Linked DNA regions of Mus musculus: all the other regions are linked to region 1. A link is a contact called in public ChIA-PET, HiChIP or PLAC-seq and promoter capture Hi-C data. All regions are on one chromosome and are shown on one strand. Each heading gives the region's core, a stretch centred on a gene start, on an enhancer-like site or on the middle of the called end of the contact. The rest is flanking DNA. Distances are from core to core; before and after follow the strand shown. Region 1 holds the start of Gigyf2 (GRB10 interacting GYF protein 2). Region 2 holds the start of Neu2 (neuraminidase 2). Region 3 holds the start of Ngef (neuronal guanine nucleotide exchange factor). Region 4 holds the start of Ecel1 (endothelin converting enzyme-like 1). Region 5 holds the start of Prss56 (protease, serine 56). Region 6 holds the start of Snorc (secondary ossification center associated regulator of chondrocyte maturation).

What was found. Promoter capture Hi-C pulls out the DNA fragments that hold promoters and counts their contacts. ChIA-PET counts read pairs in DNA pulled down with a chosen protein or histone mark. HiChIP or PLAC-seq counts read pairs in DNA pulled down with a chosen protein or histone mark. Capture Hi-C pulls out chosen DNA fragments and counts their contacts.
Region 2: a promoter capture Hi-C map of hippocampal neurons shows a contact between it and region 1, with 3 times the contacts expected there. The contact joins the promoter of Neu2 here to the promoter of Gigyf2 in region 1. A contact is called at or near these places in 3 of 39 promoter capture datasets (fetal liver, hippocampal neurons and liver).
Region 3: a contact with region 1 is called in a promoter capture Hi-C map of pancreatic islet. The contact joins the promoter of Ngef here to the promoter of Gigyf2 in region 1. A contact is called at or near these places in 1 of 484 Hi-C or Micro-C datasets (embryonic stem cells), 2 of 115 datasets of contacts at active chromatin or transcription factors (astrocytes and pancreatic cancer cells) and 1 of 9 other capture datasets (pancreatic islet).
Region 4: an H3K27ac HiChIP or PLAC-seq map of embryonic stem cells shows a contact between it and region 1, with 5 read pairs. The contact joins the promoter of Ecel1 here to the promoter of Gigyf2 in region 1. A contact is called at or near these places in 1 of 115 datasets of contacts at active chromatin or transcription factors (embryonic stem cells) and 2 of 9 other capture datasets (adipose tissue and pancreatic islet).
Region 5: a contact with region 1 is called in an RNA polymerase II ChIA-PET map of effector CD8 T cells, with 11 read pairs. The contact joins the promoter of Prss56 here to the promoter of Gigyf2 in region 1. A contact is called at or near these places in 1 of 39 promoter capture datasets (embryonic stem cells), 2 of 484 Hi-C or Micro-C datasets (both in embryonic stem cells), 8 of 115 datasets of contacts at active chromatin or transcription factors (effector CD8 T cells, embryonic stem cells, memory CD8 T cells and 1 more) and 2 of 9 other capture datasets (adipose tissue and pancreatic islet).
Region 6: a promoter capture Hi-C map of liver shows a contact between it and region 1, with 3 times the contacts expected there. The contact joins the promoter of Snorc here to the promoter of Gigyf2 in region 1. A contact is called at or near these places in 9 of 39 promoter capture datasets (the 3T3-L1 cell line, cranial neural crest, embryonic stem cells and 5 more), 1 of 115 datasets of contacts at active chromatin or transcription factors (embryonic stem cells) and 1 of 9 other capture datasets (adipose tissue).

The regions. Positions count from the first base shown.
Region 1 is chr1:87,325,384-87,328,464 of GRCm38.p6, forward strand. Gigyf2 (GRB10 interacting GYF protein 2) reads left to right here and starts at 1,615. Exons shown (of 29, transcript NM_146112.4): 1 at 1,615-1,709.
Region 2 is chr1:87,572,498-87,575,578 of GRCm38.p6, forward strand. It overlaps Neu2 (neuraminidase 2), which reads left to right and starts at 1,530. Exons shown (of 4, transcript NM_001160163.1): 1 at 1,530-1,629. It also overlaps a transcript of Ngef not described here.
Region 3 is chr1:87,508,879-87,511,959 of GRCm38.p6, forward strand. Ngef (neuronal guanine nucleotide exchange factor) reads right to left here and starts at 1,484. Exons shown (of 13, transcript NM_019867.2): 1 at 1,215-1,484; 2 at 367-509. The coding sequence starts at 1,321.
Region 4 is chr1:87,154,692-87,157,772 of GRCm38.p6, forward strand. It overlaps Ecel1 (endothelin converting enzyme-like 1), which reads right to left and starts at 1,445. Exons shown (of 18, transcript NM_001277925.1): 1 at 1,329-1,445; 2 at 1-397. The coding sequence starts at 298. All of the region lies in intron 3 of Gm33292 (a long non-coding RNA gene), which reads left to right.
Region 5 is chr1:87,181,635-87,184,715 of GRCm38.p6, forward strand. Prss56 (protease, serine 56) reads left to right here and starts at 1,680. Exons shown (of 13, transcript NM_027084.2): 1 at 1,680-1,964; 2 at 2,521-2,628; 3 at 2,969-3,022. The coding sequence starts at 1,859.
Region 6 is chr1:87,468,760-87,471,840 of GRCm38.p6, forward strand. Snorc (secondary ossification center associated regulator of chondrocyte maturation) reads left to right here and starts at 1,442. Exons shown (of 3, transcript NM_028473.2): 1 at 1,442-1,652. The coding sequence starts at 1,580.

The DNA.
Region 1 (3,081 bases), core at 365-2,864:
TTTTCCTTTGTTCTCTCCCCATGTATTAGCTACCTTTCCTGTTGCTGTAATAAAATACCCCAAAAGAATTTGCTTAAGAGGCAAAGGCCTTATTTTGGTTCACAATTCAAGAGTATGGTCCACCTTGGGAGTAGTCACATTGCTTCCAAGGTCAGGAAGTTGAGACTGATGGAACCTTTGAATGTTTCTGTGTAGCTTTTTCACTTAGGTCTTATACACTATAGAATTCTAGCTTATGGAATGGAATGGTATTTTCCACTTTACCTACTCTCGGGTTTCCCCACATCAAATAACATAATCTAGATAATCTCTCATAAATTTGCTCAGATATTTGTTTCCATGATGAATCCAAATCCCATCATGTTGACAGTCAAGATTAATGATCACAGTCAAGATTAATGATCATTCTCTGAATTTAATGCTCTTTTATACAGTCTCTCTTTGAAAGGGAATCAAGACTCAGGAAGGGAGGCAGAGGAGGAAGTTGGTATATATATATATATATATATATATATATGTATGTATGTATGTGTGTGTGTGTGTGTGTATTTTTTTTCCAAGTGTTGAATCCAGGGCTCCCAAACGACTAGGTTGGGAGTCTGCCACTGTGTTCTGAAACTTAAGTTTATGTTGATGGGAAGACCTATGATAAATGCTGGAGGATATTTTGCAGTGATTGTGTGAAACTGAGTGGATCCCAAACACCAAAGGTAGTAGAAAGGCAGGAAAAGACTAATGGTCCCAGAAAGACCCGGGTGACTTGAAATGGTAGATGTACCAGGTTTAGCAAATCAAAGTATATAGTATGTCCAGCTAAACATGAGTTTCAGAAAGACAGCAGATTAATTTCCTGTATTCTGTATTGCCGGGTTTACTATTCGTTATCTCGCAACCCTAAAATGGGAAGGCAGTATATATAAGGGGGTTGTAGGTCCACATGTAGTGGAAGGGTGTAGTAACTTTTTTTTAGTTTTTCGAGACACGGTTTCTCTGTATAGCCCTGGCTGTCCTGGAACTCTGTAGATCAGGCTGACCTTGAACTCAGAAATCGATCTGCCTCTGCCTCCCAAGTGCTGGGATTAAAGGTGTGAGCCACCACTGCCTGGCTAGGTGTAGGAACTTTTAAAACCTTCCCAGCTGTCACATTCCAGTACTCCAGGATGAATTTCCAGTTCTATAAGAAAGGAAACTGCTTTGAATTTCAGCTTTACCATTTGCCCCATGATGGACCAACTGGCAGGAAAATGCTAGACCAAATGCTGTGGAAAAGTTCTAGCTTGGAAAACCAGCTCATAAATGATGTGGAGATTTTTGTACTGCAACCGGGCACTGGATTGGGTGCATCGGACGGTGAGTCATAGGGCCTCTGGCCAGGCTCCAATTAGGGACACCAGTTCAACTCTAGGGCCATAGGAGATGCAGCCAAAGGCCCCACTGTGCGCCTGCGCTACTCAGGCTCCGTCCTCGCCCGGCCCTGCATCCGGGTCTCAGGGAGGGGCGTGTCCGAGGGGAGGGGCAGGCCGTCGAGGAAGGGAACGATGTCGTGGGAAGCTGGAGAGCAGGGAGGGAGTGAGGCGGGGATGTAGGCGGGGCGGGGGGCGGCGCGGCGCGCGGGGTCACGTGACGTGCGTGGCGACGTGTCGGCCATCTTGTGTTGTTGAGGCTGAGGATTGACTTGGGTTCTGAGAGACTCCTGTCCCGGACCGCAGGTAACCAGTGGCTCGGTGTGTGTCTCCCCTGCCCGCGGCCATCCCGCGCCCAGTCCCCGCCATAGCGCCCCGAGCTGCCGTGGCCCGGCGCCCACCGTCGCGTCCCCGCCGCTCCGGCCCGAGCCGGCCGCATGGACACACTCAGGCTGCCCGGCAGCGGCCACGGCCGCTGCCGGCTGGGGGCGTCAGACCTGGGGACAGGGCAGGTGCGAGGTCAGCAGGAGCCTCCTCCCGTGCGAGGGTCCCGGCAGTCCAGGGAGCGTCCCGGCCGAGGGCAGCCCCCTGCTTTCGCCCCCGTGGCATCGCGGGGGAAGCCGAGGAGAGGAGGCGGGAGGCGGGGTGGGCAGTGTCAGGCCGGAGGGTTCGCCTTCCGCTGCCCGCTCCTCGGGGCTGGTCGCCCGCACAGCCTCGGGGTACCCCGGCTAACAGCTGCTGCGAGCCGACAGCTGCTCCTGCCGGCGCTCCTGCCCGCACCTGCCCCAGGGAGGTGCGCCCTTGCCTTCTCCACCGAGCATCTGGACTGGGGAAGACTGCTTCTAGGGCTGGAGGACTGGTCTTGAGCAGGCCCCAGGCAAGGTGGAGTCATGATCTGATCCTGGGACTGAGAGGCTTGGGAAAGTAGAGCCCCGGGCAGCCCCGGGGACCCGAATGTTCATACCGGCTTGAAATGGGCAAGCAGTTTCCCACGAAGCACTCTTGAACACTTTGGTTTTGTAGCTGAAATATAAATCAAGCCAGCAAGTAAGGAAGGGTGTGAAAGGAGCTGATTGTGTGACCGCGTTTGGGAAGCAGTAACGTTGCTTTGCATTTATCTAGTACGGTCTCCCCTCACCTCCAGTTTTCTCGAAAGTCAAAGCACTTAAACACACCTAGTGGTTCTATTAGGAAGGTAAGTATTCCAACATAACTTAAGAAATGAAGGGACTCAATCAGTGATGGCTTCCCACCTAGTCCCATCTACCTTGAATTATAGGTAATTATGTTTCAGAGTGTTGTATACAGGGATTGTAGTCTTCCTTATGTAGTTACTCCTCTTTAGTAACAAATGACTTCCTAAATTACAAAAACTATTATCCTACTTTTTGTACATGAGTTTTCATCCTTTTTTGTGGCTCTGACTGGCAGAATTTTTCCTTTTGGTTAGAACATATACTTTGTCTTCATTTAATGATATTTCCCTAATGTAGCAGCTTTTAGATTGCCTAGACTGGGATATGTACTTCACTGTCACATAAGAAGACACTAGGAAAACATTTAGAAGTGACATATGTCTGGAAAAATACCAACGTTGAAGATGTTGGTGATTTGCTAGAAAGAAAAAGACCATACCTTTTTTGGTACTTGACAAAGGATTTAGAGTTTTGTGGCTGGG
Region 2 (3,081 bases), core at 280-2,779, 250 kb after region 1:
GCTGGGTGTCTCCCTATCCTGGGGACCATGTCCATGAAAATCTGTGGTTGTTCAAAGAGTGGCCTGAGAGTGTGGTTGAGGAAGATGGCCTATTGTCCATTTTCATTGTCCAGGATGCTGGAGTCTCCAAGGAGACTCTGGCTTCTCCTTTCTGAGACTAAGTAACATCAAATGTGGGCCAAGATGAAGAAAGGGGGAGGGGAAAGGAAAACACAGTGGGGGGACCCAACCAGAGCCTTAATGTCTCTCTGCATTAAGACAGCCATTTCTCTCAAGGCAACAAGACATTGGTCACTAGCTGAGATAGCAGAGTAGCCAAAACTACAGGAATCCCAAGTCCAGCTCCCTGCAGCTGATGGCTTCGTGAATATCCCACATATTGGTCAAGACAGGAAATAAGAACCTTCTATTGCTATATCCAGCTGAGTTTTCTCAACCGAGTCACAACATACTCTGGCTTCTTGGCCACCAAGCACACAAATCTGGAGGGTTCTGAGGGTAGGGTCTTTTGTCCTGAAATGGTCCCTGAGCAGGAGGAGCAACATCAGTGGGGCAGCAACACAGGGGCTGTTACTCCATAGCTGTGAAGTCTCCTCCCTAGAGCACACCTTAACCCTGAGGTTTGAGCCAACAGCACACGGAAATCACAGCACTTCACAGTCTACACATACATTTACAACCAGGGCGAGCACCATGGGGAGTGAGTGCCCTGGTCTTGGAGGGCTCTGCAGTTACTTTAACATGAGGCTTCTGCCTCTCTCTGATTCTTTATCGGTTTTTGGCAAGAGGCCCTGCACGTTCCTGTTGCACAGGGCCCTGTAAGTTATTGACCTGTCCTTTGCAGTACATTGTCTCCCTAGTCTCCACAGCTGGAGGTATAGGAGCTGGAAAGAGGGGTCACCCTGCTTCGTGCTTCACAGATGTTGAAACACGCTGGGCTGGGAGAATCACTAAGCCAAGATGGGCTGGGAGCTCACAGGCATAGCCAGGACCTCATAGGTACTGCTGGAATCTTGCAAGGGTAGCCAAGTTCTCCTTCCCATGGACAGTCTGGCTGCCTTCTCTTTCCTAGTTCTTCTCAATCAATGCTTGCAACACTCTGCACTTCCCCAGCAGTGACCTCTCTTCTACGGTTTCCTTGATCTCATTTCATTAAAAAATAAGATAAAATAAACATATATTTTGCTCACCTGCCAGCCAGAAGTTCCTGGGTGTTAGGCCCCCTCATAAGTGCTTCAGTTTCTTCCTTTCCCATCCACGGTCCTGTCCGGGCACCTCAGTGCAGGTCTGTGTGTCCCCCACATAAGCACACAAGCTCCCTACCTGTCCCTGAGTACTATAGCCTGGAAAAGCCTCCCTGGGAAACATTCCTGACCTTCAGACCTGCCTCCCTATAGCTGGCCCCATTCCTGGGACAGGCACTTCCTGTCTGGGTGTTTACCTTGCTGGGTGCCCTGCACCTAGGCAGGGAGCCAGACACACCTCCCTAGGAGCCAGGCAAAAGGGGAGGTGCCACTGAGGTGCAGGTTGACATGACCCAAACGGCCCCTGGCTGCAAGGTAATATCGGAAGTTGACTAAGAATGGACGCCCCACCACTGACTGACCCGCCCCCTGAGTCTGAGATTGGGTAAGTGTTTATGATCCTCTTGGGTTCTGGTCACTTTTGTGTTAGTATGTGTACACGTGCACACACACGTGGAAGTCAGAGGTGAACACCAGGTCTCTCTCTTATTGTTTTCTGTTTTTCTTATGGAACCCAGGGCTCACTAATTGGCCAGGCTACCTGATCGGCCATCCTCCGAATCTTACCTGCACCCTCCCCTCCTGTCTCAAACTTCCCCTGTGGGGGTTAAAGGAGCACGCCACTGTGCCCCTTTTTTATGTGACAGTTGTGAATCTTCTCAAGTCCCAGTGCACATATGCCAAGCGGTTTGCCAACTAAGCCAGCACTTTTAATCACTGCTTTACATGGCCGTCAGGGCTCAGCTTGACAGCTCCCAGGCAGGGGACACCAGCTGCTCTATTCGAGAGGTCTTAATCAATTGTTACTATTACAGTGAATTATGATTAGTGACGGCTTCCTTCTGCCTGGTGCTTACTGCGTGGCAGGCACTGAACTAAGCAGATTGCATAACCTCTCTGTGTAGCCCTGAGCCCTCACTACAAGTTGAGAATCAGGTGCATTTTAAAGATACATATGTTCATAGATCATCTTGCCCAAGGCCACATAGATAGTAAGCTGCTCCAAGATTGAAACCCATCCTAGCTGGTACCAAAACCTTGCCTCTTAACCCATTGCTTTCATTTCTCAATGCTAATAGCTACACTGCCCATATTTATGTAAGCCTCCGATGAGCTATTGTTTTTTGTGACCTACCGCTGGTAATAAATTAACCCAACCGGTACTGCCAAGAAGCAGGGCATACTTATACTCTAGGTTTCTGTGAGTCAGGAATCTGGGCAGGGCTTGGCCGCGTTCTTTGTTCAGGGGCTCTCACTGGCTGGAGGCAAGGTGGCTGAGGGCCAGAACGCCTCTTTACAAGGCTGTGTGGAGAAGGCACACAGGCCTCCTGGGTTGTTGGCAGGCCTGCACGCCTCCTTGGGGATTGCTGGACTGAGGGCCTTGTTTCCTGCTGGTCATGGCTGGGCAGCTTGCTCTGTTTTGTTTGTTTGCCTCTCTGCCATGACACCTTGCTTCATTGAGGCTGCAGAAGATTCCAGAGATCTCTCTCTTCAAGGACATGGCTGTGTGATGCGCTCCACGTGAGCACGCTCAGCTATGGAAGTCAGATGTCTTCCTTGAAGAATCTCCACTTTATTTATTGAGGCAGGGTCAGTCATTAGACCTGGAACTAGTCAAATCCAGCTAGTCTAGCTAGCTAGCTTACTGTGAGGATCACCGCCTCTGCCCGCTGAGTGCTGGGAACAGCCAGGCCCACCTAGCTTTTGTGTTCTGGGGACCTGGATCCTGACCTCTCGTTTGCATGCCACGCTCTTTCTCAGCTGAGCCATCTCCCAGAACCACAGACTTTTGTGATGTGCTCGTGGAAGTGACATTAAGTGGCATCCCATCACTCTG
Region 3 (3,081 bases), core at 234-2,733, 180 kb after region 1:
ACCAAGAGTGTTCTCCAAGAGACATCAAGATCAATACCCACTGCTAAAGCCCAGCATAGAGTCTCAAGCTCATAACCCTGGAACTCAAGTTCTCAGGCAGGAGGTGAGGTCCAGGCTAGCCTGGGCTACTGAGTAAATTCCAGGCCAGCCAGGGTTGCAGTGTGAGACTCAGTCTCACAAACACACCACAATCCCAGCTAAATTAGCTCAGTGGTGCAGCACTAATAAAACTCGGCAGTTCTGCCTAGGAAACCATTAGAACTAGTCATGTCAAAAGCCGCATGCCAGTCAGCCCAGCAGCCAGGGTCCCCTGGAAGCCACCAGGCTCTCATGGTCCAAACGAGTCGCTGCCTGCCCTGGACCCACCTATTTGTTCAATGAGGTTTCTCCAGGAGTCGGCGGGAATGGGATGGATCATCTGCAGGGCCTCCGTGAGAGTGGTGGGGCTGTCGGTGAGGGCTGGGCACTCCTCGGGTGTGGTTCCATTTCCAGGGGTGGAGGATGACTCGCTGCAAGAGAAGGAGGAGAGCGACGGCTGTTTATTTTTAAGCAACGACACACCTTGGCTAGATCGCAAGAGGCGACTGTCGGTCAGCACAAGCGGCTGCTGCCTGGAGGGTACTGCCCCTAAGAGCTTCCAAGCCAAGGGGGGCCACAGTGGCCGCCACGTGTCCGGACCGGGCGAGCCCGACAAACCCTTTTTGTCACCATACCAGGGCGCGACGGGGTGATTCACTCCTACACCAGTCCGCCCAAACCTTCATGTTTTTCGAGCTCGCGGACAGGCGTCGGAAAGTTGGCGTACCCTAGCCGCTGCACAGCGCGGAAGGCCGCCCCAACGGGTCCTGCCAGCCCGCTGCCACCCCACTCCCTTAGCCGTCCCGTGCCCCCTGGCCCCACTCGAGGCTCTGTCCTCCAGTTCCAGAGACTGGGAGCGCAGAGAGGGGCGAAGGGCGGGACGCGCACACTCTGGGCGTCCAGGGACAAGGTGCAGGAGGCCATCCCACGCTGGGACTGGGTGCTAGTGACCTGGAACAGGACGCACGGCTCTCCCAGGGGGAAGGTCCGTCGGATTAGAGTTAGTGGGGGGCAGCAGGAGCCCGGGGGCCGAGGACCCGGATAGGCCGCAGGGGTCCGAGATCATCGCCTAGGGAGCGAGTGTGAGGGAGTACGTGGGGACATTGCGCGGGGGCCGGGATACAGCGGGTCCTCACCTGCCCGGCAGGTGTCCCGCCGCCGAGTCGCGCGTGTCGCTCTCCGAGGTGGAGCTGTCGTGGTCCACGGCGCAGGCGGCGCTGAAGGCTGCAGCCAGCAGCTCCATGGGGACCAGCGACCGGGTAGGCTCAGGGGCTGGTGGGGAGCCGCGCGGGGGGCCCAGGGCCCAGCCGGGGGCAATGCGCGGGCTCTGAGTGAGGTCGCAGCGCGCGCGGCTCAAGCCGGAGCTGCCGCCGCCGCTGCTGTAGAGCGCTCCCGCGGACGAGCGCGCGCCTGGAGGCTCCCGGGGTTGCCACGGCAACGGGGGAGGCGGGCGGGGCGCGCGCGGCGGGGGCGAGGCCGGCGGCGGCGAGGTGGGGGCGCTAGGGCCGGGTGCACCCGGACCAGGGGGCGGTGACTCCCCACATGGACCGGAGCCGCGCAGCGCCTGCCTCCCCCGCGGCCGCCGGGTGCCGGGAGACGCGGGGACAGAGGGAACAGAGCTGCCTCAGCCTATCTCCCCTCTTGCCAGTGGGTCGTTTTTCATAGCTCCGCCCCGGGTTTCTTGAAGGGGAGGGCGAGGCGACCCTCTGTCCCATCCCTTGCCCATTACAATTCAGTCTCCTAGATCATGCTTTGGGAATATATGCCCTCTACTCCCAGTTGGAGAGAAAACAGTTATTTCTCCTGCACTCTTGCTCTTGACTCTCAGGTGTGTGTGTGTGTGTGTGTGTGTGTGTGTGTGTGTGTGTGTGTGTGTGTGTGTGTGAAACCCCCCCACCACCACCACCACTGCAGACGTTTTTCCTGAGTGGGTCTTTCTGCTGGACCAAATCTTTCCCAGCGACCCCCAAACGCTGCCAGGAGGGAGTTAAGGAGAAGTTTCCAGAAACTGCAGTAGGATTTCCCTACCCACAAGTAGATCTGCACCCTACTGTTTGTTAGCTAGTACAGCGCTCAGATAAAACGAGAGGATAAGGAGAGAAATATCTCAAGTCAAGAGTAGTGTGGCCAGTTCTGTAGGTACCTGAGGGTGAGGGTGGGACACAGTGTTCCCCAGCATGGCCCCCTCCACACTCCACCTGTGGGCATTGGTTATAAGGAACCTGTTCCTGGGGGTTTGAGGCAGCTGTGTTTATTGGTTTTTCTGGTATATGAGTATTTTGCCTGCATGTATGTATGTGACCAATGTGTTTGACTGGTACCTTTCAAAATCAGAAAAGAGCGTTGGATCCCTGGAACCGGAATTATGGAATTATTGGAGTTACATGGTTGTGAGCCACCATGTGTGTGCTGGCAACTGAACCTGGGTTCTCTGCTAGAGCAACATGTGTTCTTAACACCTGAGTTGTTGCTCCAGCCTCAAGTGTTGCTTGTTCTTGGATGAGTAGGTGGGAGGCACAGCGGCTGGGACTCAAGAGAAACAGCGATGGCTTTGGGAAGGGAGGGTTGTTTTATTTGGAAGGGGCAATGGTTAGTTTAATTGCCATATGACACAGCCTAGCAAGCAACCACAGAAGAGAGTCTGAAGGAGGGCTTGTCTACATCAGTCATGTCTGTGGGGAATTGTCTTGACTAGGTTAATTGAGGTGGGAAAACCCAGTCTACCTTTGACTGTGCCATTCCCATAAACGGTGTTAGACAGAAAACCAAACCAAACCAAACCTGAGCTAAGTGGTGTAAGCATGCATATGCTCCTGTCTCTTTTCTTGATTGTGGATGTGTTGTGACTGGCTGCTTCAAGTCCCTGCCTTGACTTGAGCTAAAATAAACCCTTTCTCTCCTAAATTACTTTTGGTCTGGGTGTTCTGTCACAGCGACAGATAAGAAAGCAAAGCAGGAGGGATCTGTCATCCCCAGGTTGCAGGAGCTGACATAATCCCCCAT
Region 4 (3,081 bases), core at 195-2,694, 170 kb before region 1:
AGCCCTCGGGACAGGCTCCGCCACCGCCCGCCGCTCCCGGGCCCAGGTATTTGAGCGCCAGCATGGCCGCCAGGATGGCGCAGAGGCCGGCAGCAAACACCAACCCCGACAGCAGGCACACCTCGCGTCGATTCCAGCGGGGCAGCCCAGACCTGGACCCGCTAGCACTGCGCCCTGAGCCCCTCGGGAAGCCTGGAGGCAGTGAGGTCCCTCGAGCGCCCCCGGTGCCACACCGGCTCACATACTTGACTTCCTGGAACTCGTCGTAGTGCGCTGTCATGGAATACGGGGCCTCCATTGTGCCGAGGCTTTGGCTGCAGACCCCTTGTTTGGTCGATTATAGGCTGCTTCTGTCTGCGGGCTTTCTGGTCGGAGCCCACATGGCCCTCGGTCGCAGCTGTAGGAAGGGAACATTAGCAGGCTCAGAGAGGCCCTGGAAAGTGAGGGGACCCAGAAAACAAAGGGTGGGAGTTAGTTTAAGAAGATGGAGGCCACCTGTGATCCACAACCAAGGATCCCACTTCACTCCGTCAACCAAGAAAGAAGGGTTCAGTTGCCAGCAGCTCTTACTGGAATAGTAGCCTTTAACCTGCCTACCCAGGTCTCCACAAGCTCACCACAGAGTAAGGATGCTCGGACACAAAACCAAAGAGCACCGGGCACAAAGTGGGGGCTTCACTGACAACCTGTTTCCCTTGTCTTTGCCTTTCTTGCCCATCATCCTCTCCAGACAAGCCAGGTGGGGGAGGGGGAAGCAGAGGCCGGAGAAAGGAGGTGTGGTCAGGGGCGCCTCTCTGCGGACCCTGAAGCCTCCTTCAGTTCTCCGAACTAAAAGCGACCAGACACCCAAACTTCGTCCTCGGGGAAGTCTGCAGGACCACTCTCAAGCCACCCTCTGGCTGTTTCTCTTCAATGGCTCCAAAGCCCACAAGTCCCTTCCCCAAGCAGCAGCCCTCTCCATTCCCCATCTTTCCCCCACCCGACTCCCCAACCCCGACGGCCCAGATGGAAAACCAGAGACTGGTTTCATCATTTGCCACCCATCAACGCCCCGGGCCATCCCTGTCGTCAACAGGTTCTCCCCAGAATCCAAAGTTGGGAGAAGTTTCACCCCCTTTGCTGCGCCAGCCCTGAGCTCAATCTCTTGCGTCGCGCGGCGCAGTCAGCGGAGCTTGAGAGCCGAGTCCTGGAGTCGCAGCCGCAGCCGCAGCTGGAGCCAGAGCCGGGAGGACAGAGACAAAGCCGAGAAGCTCGGCTCGGCAGCCGCGGTGGCCTCGGAGGTGGCTGTGATGATGTCCTCGGAGGCGGCGGGCCCGAATGACACTTACCCGGCAGGTGCGCGTCTGGGCCGGGCGAGGACCGAGGGAGGGGTCGGGAGCAAATCCCGGCCTCAGCCGGAGAGGAGCTGGGCTGGCTGCGGCTCTCTTCGTGCGCCCGCCGCCTCTGCCGCCGCGCCGCGCCGCCCGCCAGCCCCGAAGGAGGGGGCGCGCCGGCGGCTCCACCCTCCTTCTCCCGCCCCCTGCACCCCTCCTTCTCTCTGCTTCCCTCTGGGCTACCTGTCAGCTCCAGCAGTGCGGAGGTGGGGATGGCGACCGCGGAGATAACGCTCCTGAGAGTGATGCACCAGCTTCTGGCTCCAGGACTCCGGAGTCCAGATCTGTCCCGGGAGGAGGAAGCACGGTCCCTTCTGATGAGCCACTTGGAGCCACCTACCAGTCTGCGGTAAAGGGACTGAAGCTGGAGATCTGGAGGCCAGAGGGAAGTCTGGGCCGAGCCCACAGAAGCTCAGCCCAGGGAGGACTCCAATGGGCAGGTGAAGAGCCTGTATCTGGACCAGCACTCTGCCAGGCGCCATCAGCACCAAGACTTCTTTGTCCTTTTAACTCCTGCTTGCCCCATCTGGGTTCTGGTTGGTACAAGACCCTTTACCTAGCTCTCCTGGGGAGGTTGCAAGTAGAGGCTGAGGCTGTGGCCTCCTCAACCTTAGGTTTTCCTGACATCATTGGCAGGAAGTCCCAGACCCACATAGAAAGGCCTAGAAAAGGATGGTAGGGTGGGGAGAGGGAGGAATCTTGCTCCACTTCCCTCACGGGACTACACAGGGTGAGTTTGTCCAGTCTTCCACCCATTCCGGTTGGCTGAACTAGCTTTTTAAATGTTGGGGACCTCGCTCCTTCCAAGAGACAGAATCATCTTTACCTCTCCACTGTACCCACAAGGTGAAGCCCACACGTGACAGAGACCTGGGAGCTTTCTGAAGGACTGCTACTGTTTCAGGAATCTGCTTTCTCTGCCTCGACTTACCCATCTCTTCTGGTATCCCCAGCAAAGGACCACACAGCCCCAGCAATCCCAACCTTGTGGCTCCAGCCTGCAGCCCTGGCCTAAGCAATGTTTCAGACATTGGTGAAGACCGATGTGATAGAACCCATGTTGAGGTGGGACTGCGGAGAGCGACCACCATCCCGTCGCCATCCCCTCCGGATGTTCTTCATCGTCAGCTACCCAGTCACTAGCCTTTAGTGGCCACCTCTACCACTTTCCTGCCTGTCCAGTCTGTCCATTTCTAAGTCCCACTCACAGGACTGTCTTTCATTCTGACCATCCTAAGGTCCTCTCCTGCCCCATGCATTCTTCTCAGGTCCAATTAATTCTACTGAGGAGCGATGGAATTACGCAAAAATGCCGTGTTTCCGTGAGGGGGGAGGGGAGGGCAGGGCGGTGGCAGAGTGGCTCTTTGTGCTTTTAATCTGCATTTTCCCCTCAACATTCCATCTCCTGGAGGATAATTTTCCAGCCTTTTCAGGCCCTGATTGGTATCATTTCTCCGGCAATGACAGCTTTTATTTTCCCCGAAATGAATGCCGTGAAATTTCCAAGAAATATAAAAATGGATATTGTCTCAAGGAGCCGACTACTCCGACAGCAAGGCACAGAGGCAAACCTGCTTCCCCGGGGACTTTCCTCTGCATCCACAGGAGGATAGGGACCCTGGTCCTCAGTCCCTTTATTTGCTTCTCTCCTCTGGGGTCAGTCCTTGGAGCTCTTCTTCTGGTCACCACTCACACACTCAACTACCAT
Region 5 (3,081 bases), core at 430-2,929, 140 kb before region 1:
CCTATAAAGAGGCTACATCATTGGATTCTGGGGGAGGGGGCATTGTGTCCCCTTTCACTCCTCCCATCCCTCCCACACCCCCAACCCTTCTTCCTCACCTGAACTCACAGATACCTCCTGAGAACCCACTAAGGCTTTCTAGATATATTGAAGAAACCCCCAAGGTTCCCTGCCACACCCCGTCTCTCTTCCTCCTTTCAAAGTGGAAGTACAGAGCCCAAGGGCTTGTCTCTGCCTTTGGGAGGGGTGAAGGAGACCTACGGCCCTCCATTAGGCTCCATTGAGACTCTTAAAACAAAAAGACCACCTTACCCCTGGGAATTAAAATTGCCCAGGAATCTGATCCTGGGGGAAAAGAAAGATTGCTCTGATGCCAGCCAAAGGAAGAGATTCCACATGCTCCCAACAACTTGTAGGATCCCAGGAGTCGAGACAAGGATGGGGTGGGGTGGGGTGGGGGTCTTCTCAACTTGTAGGAGCCAGATCTGAAACAGTGTGCTTTTCCATGCCCTGCCCTTTGCTGTGTGGGTGAGAGAAGGGTCTACTCCCTTCCTGCCATCAGACTGGACTCAAAGCCTGACACATGCCAAGAAGGCAGAGTGAGGACAGACAGTTCTATGCTGGCCACTCCGGCCTGGCCAGGCTTCAGCAGGCATACAGGAGCCATACCTCTCTGCTAGAAACTTGGAGAGCACATAGGATTTACCTATGATATGCAGAGATAACTCCAATCCCTAGTGTCATTGAATTGACACAACAATCTATACCTACCGTTCTCTCTACCTTCCTGGTGGTGGGAGACAGGCTACGTGCTGTGATAAGCAGTCCCTTTGAAGAGAACACATCCCCTAGCCACAGTGTGTCCCAATTCCTGTACTTAAACCCTTAACCAACATGTCCCTGCTGCCAGCACAAATCAAGGTGCCAAGGGTAGTTTTGTTTTGTTTGTACCCAAAGGCTCGGCCCTACCCCAGGTGGTGACTGGATATCAGGACAGTTGCCTGTTTATGACCTTCTCTCAAGAGTCCCTCCTGCCAGATCAGGGTCACAGCAACTGAAAACAAAGCTGGACACACTGAGTGGGCAGGGACAGGGGTCCTGCTGGATCCTGCGCTCCCCAAACTGGGCCACAGTGGGGCCTTTCATCTCCCGCTTGCTTTTGCCTCTTCCCACCCCGCTACCCCAGTGCAGCAATTATGGCGCAAATTAGAATGCTTTGATCATCTTTAGAAAGGGCCACACGGAGGAGGGACACTGCCAAGCAATTAGGGGCAGAGGGGCTGGAAGTTCAATGGCTTGCTTAGGGGGTGAGACTGCCCAGGACACCCACCCCTATCCCTAGCTCTCCTCCCTCCAAAAGTGCCTGTCCCAGCAGAGCAGTGGACTCCCCAGGGTGGCAGAAACAGATGGGGATCCCCCCTCCCAGCCCCTGCCCACCAGTCTCCCTCTGCCTGGCCCCCAGCCCAACGGTCAGTTCTCCAGCCCCATCTCAGCCCCTTTGAAGCAACCGCAGGAACAAGGGCCGCTTTCACAGAAGTGGGGAGACGCAGAGTGGGACGATGAGACTTCAAAGGTGAGGGTCCAGCCCACTACCTCATTCCCTCCCCCAGTCCTGGCTGCCCTCCCACGCACACACACCCCTCTGTCCTCTATATAGCTCCAGGGCATCGTTTCCCTGAGGGCTCCCAGGAGGTGAGGGCCAGGTGAGGTGCGGACCATTAGAAGTGAGTAGTTTAGTGTAAGACAACGGGATCAGATGGTTTGAGGGACACAAAGTCTGTGGGCAGGAAGAATCACAGGAGAGGGTAGAGTCCAGGAATAAAGAGGACAGGGTCTCCCGCCTTGGCCCCAGGTCACCATGCCGCTGGCTATGTTGTTGCTGCTGCTGCTGCTACTGTCCCCAGACTCCCAAACTGCCCATGGGCATCCACTGTACACGCGCCTGTCCCCCGGCGCCCTGCAAGGTGAGCCGGGCTGGTCCGAGGGAACCACGGGAGGTGGGAGGGGCATAGGGAAAGTGAGGTCAAGGGAGGACAAGGGAAATGAGCTTATCTCTCACACTTAGGAGGGCCTGTGGTCCTTCTGCCCACCTTCTGCTGGAAGGAGGAGCCTGGAACTGGGATATAGGAAGGGAGGGTAGACAGCCTCACCCAGGAAGCAGAGACAGCAACACTGCCAAGGGGTTCCAGAGATAACGGTGTTAGAAGACCCGGGGCAGCATGCCTTGGGCCCAAAGATGGATACCTTAACCATATTACCTGGATGTCGGTGGGCAGTGGTTTTCCTCTGAAATCTTTAAGAAAGGAGCTTTTCAGAGATTCCTTCCCAATTGTAGCACCATCTGCCCTGAGGGCTGGCCCTTGGGGCCTGACCTCTCTCCCCATCTCTACATCCCTGGTAGTCTAAGAGTTCACCACGCTTCTCTGGGACTCCCCAGACAAGGTTCAGGAAGACTTAGACTGAGTGGGGCTCTCTGCCAAGGGAATGTGACTTTGTGTCCCATGTCCCTCCCCCTCCCAGTTTTATCTGCCCAGGGGACTCAGGCATTGCAGGCTGCCCAGAGGAGTGCCCAGTGGGCCATAAAGCGCGTGTTGATGGAGATCCAGCACAGACTACATGAATGCCAAGGTTGTACCAGAAGTGCTACCCCACCCAGCAGACTCACATTGGTACAGGGGACTCCTCCTTTTGTCCATGTCCAGCCCTTATTTTTAGGTTCCATCGTCCTTGGGGTCAGATTCTTTTTGAAGGTCCAAGTGGAAGGGGTATGCCAAACTTGAGACACAGCAGGGAGGAGGGGAGAGTGTGGGCTCAGGTGGTCACAGTTCATGGCTGCTCAAATAGTTCCATGTGCTAGAAGGCGGGCCAAGTGGAGAGTGGTTGAAAGATGAGGCCCAGCCCCCCCCCCCAATAAAGCGAAAGATCCGCAAGAGGGCGCAGCGAGGCTCAAAGGATTGTTTCTCAGTAGGACCTGGACGCCCTAGACCTCAAGCCCCCCTCCTCCAGGACCCACCGGAGCCAGGTGAAACTAAAAGACTCCAAGGGCTGAAAGCGAGGTGGGCCTCAACGTGAAGATAACTA
Region 6 (3,081 bases), core at 192-2,691, 140 kb after region 1:
AGTTGACCAGGACCATAAAACCTGCAGCCATGAGCCAGAGTAAACTCTTTTAAAAAGTCATCTCTGGCACTTTGTCACAGCAACGAAAGGTTGATTCATGCACCTCGTGTGCATGCTTCTCTTCTGAAAATGAACACACAAGGGGGAGCGATATGAAAATTCATAAAAATGTAAGTGCTGTGAAGAACCTTAAAGTGACCCAACGACAGGACACAGGCTGACTGACCAAGCTCAGACCTGGAGAAACATGATGATGAGTGTAGCTACTACTTTCTAGGGAAGAAGATAGAGTGCAAAGGCCCTGGGGCAGGAGCCACGCTAGTATCCTGCAGGAGCCCTATTGTTGGGGCCAGCAGCTGGAACATAGGGAGAGAGCAGGAAAGCAGAGGGAAGACTGGCTAGGGAATTTGCCTTTTTGTTTGGAAAACTATGAAGTAGCAGAGCCTCAGGGGCTTAAGAGACTTGGGGAACTTGCAGGGTGAGCACACCTGTGTGTGTGTGTGTGTGTGTGTGTGTGTGTGTGTGTGTGTGTGCGCGCGTGTGTTGAAGTCCATCTGTGGGTGTAGGCAGAGGCTGAGGAGGCCAATGTGCTTGGTCAGACCTGTTGGGAAGGTAGTGAGCTGAACTCTGAGCCAAGCCCAGGCTTAAAGGTGAAACTGAGTCTCTGGATTAGTGGAGAGTGCCTACAAGAACAAGGGAGCCAGGGAGAAGGACTTGTGCATTGAGACCTTCCTGGAAGGGGCCTAGAGCGGCTGGCCAAGGGGCTTTAATAGAAAATGCCTCACAACCTTAGCTTTAGTAAGGGCCAGTGGAAGGGTCCTGAGCAGGGTCTCCCAGAGTCCTGAGCACAGTGGCTCAAGGCATTTGTTGTGCCTGGGTGAGGCTCCTGTCTTGGGAGGCTGGGAAAGTTTGTACTTTCACTAGTCCAGGAATATGTGTGTGTGTGTGTGTGTGTGTGTGTGAGAGAGAGAGAGAGAGAGAGAGAGAGAGAGAGAGAGACAGAGAGAGTGAGACAGAGAGACAGAGACAGAGAGACAGAGAAGAGAAAGAGGAGGGGAGCAGGGCAGAGACAGAGAGAGAGGAAAGGAACCCTCTCTCTCCCCTCCCCTCCCCTCCCCTCCCCTCCCCTTCTCTCCCTTTCTCTCCCCTTTTCTCTCCTCTCCTCTCCTCTCCTCTCCTCTCCTCTCCTCTCCTCTCCTCTCCTCTCCTCTCCTCTCCTCTCCTCTCCTCTCCTCTCCTCTCCTCTCCTCTCCTCTCCTCTCCTCTCCTCTCCTCTCCTCTCCAGGGTGGGGCTGTTTGGTAGTTCAGGACTGCAGGTCTGTCTGAGTGCGCTCTCTCTCTCTCTCTCTCTCTCTCTCTCTCTCTCTCTCTCTCTCTCTCTCTCTCTGTGTGTGTGTGTGTGTGTGTGTGTGTGTGTGTGTGCATGCGCGTGCATGTGTGAGGGGCGGGCACGGTGTCCCAGGAGGACAGAGTTTGCATTGATGAAAACCCTTCCCAGCTCTTTGAAGCCTCTTTCCCGCTGCCTGAGCCCAGCCGCCTAGTCCTCTGTGTCCCATAAGACTGCTCACTCCCTGCCAGGATGGCATCTTGTCTGGCCCTGCGCGTGGCGCTGCTGCTCATCTCTGGGGTCCTGGCCCCTGCGGTGCTCACAGGTAAGGGGCGCAGGCCCTCAGCTCTGCTGCTACCAACTTCTCAGGGCCAATAACTACCACTGGGACCAGATCCTCCAGTACCTATGGGGTACAAGCCCCTCACACAAGGTGGGATTCCCAGCTGTGGTGATTCTGGGAGACTCCCACAATGCTGGCTGGTAGAAACCGAGTAAGATGATGTATGTTAGCAGCAGGATGGGTGGCCATTGAAAAAGACTTGGGTATCAGGGTCTGGTACATTTGGCTGTCTGATGTTCTTGGGGTAATACTTTGCCGCTAGAACACCTGGAGACTTCTGGACCTGGGAGGCTGGAGGACTCATCAGACATAAGGCAAAGGGCTAAAGGCCAGAGACCCTCTGGGCAGAAAACCCAGAGACTCATGATTCCTTTAAATTCTGCAAACCCTTTCCTTCTGACTTACGACCTAGGTGCTGTCCCCATAGAGATAAATATTTCTTAGAGTCTTTTGCAGGATAGTGAGGAAACTGGACTGAGCCCTAGGTGGCCTCTCTGGGGTCTGAAAAAAACACTGCATGGCAGGCCTGCTCTGGGTCTGCTTCAGAGCAGGGACATAGGCACAGATAGGCTTTGATTATGAGAAAATAAATCTCGCGCAGTTGTTCAGTAGTCTGCAGAAAGGCCTCTGGGTTCCCTGGTTGTCTTACAACATTGCTGCCTGAACTTTAGGGGTGTCTGTGTGTCTACAAAGGAAAGAAGTCACCTCTGTGGTAGAAGCATAGCCTCGGAACTCGCGGCCACACCCCAGGATGGTGACGGTGGTCTGTGGGCCGTTCTACCTCCCCTCAACACCCCAGGAAATAGCTAAAGACCTGACTCTGCCCAGCCTGGCTCATACCTCTCTTGGCCATTTCCTAATCTGTAGAAGGTGGCACCCACTACGCTGCCTCCCTCATAGTGGGATGCTAAGGCCTCACCAGGGCTCAATGCAGGGCTCTGAGGATGGCCAAATGTCCAGTCAACACTCAGTGTTCAGAGTGTGAGCAGGGTTCAAAGCCCGAATGGATTTTGGGGAGAACCATCTCTTCTCATATGTTGGGACACACCCAGCTTCTGGAGTGGGAGCTGTGCTCGGTAATGTAGCCTGAAGTACCCCTGAGTTAGGACTTACAGTGGGAGGAGGCATTTTCTATTGCCTAGGACTTGGAGCTGAGACCCACACCGCTTCCTGCCACAGTGAGGCTGTTGCCTGGCAGGACCCTGCAGCTGGAGCCTTCCTAGTGGCTCCTGTCCAGGTTTCTGTTAGGTTTCTTCCAACCTAAGCCTCTAGCCAGAGCCCCGGTCAGATTATACATACACAACTCTAGTGGGTGGGCTTTCTGTTCCCACAGAAGCTTTGGGAATAGCCAAGACCTCGCCTGACCTCACCTCCCTCTTTTTCCACGACTTCCTTCTCCCCTAGGAACAGG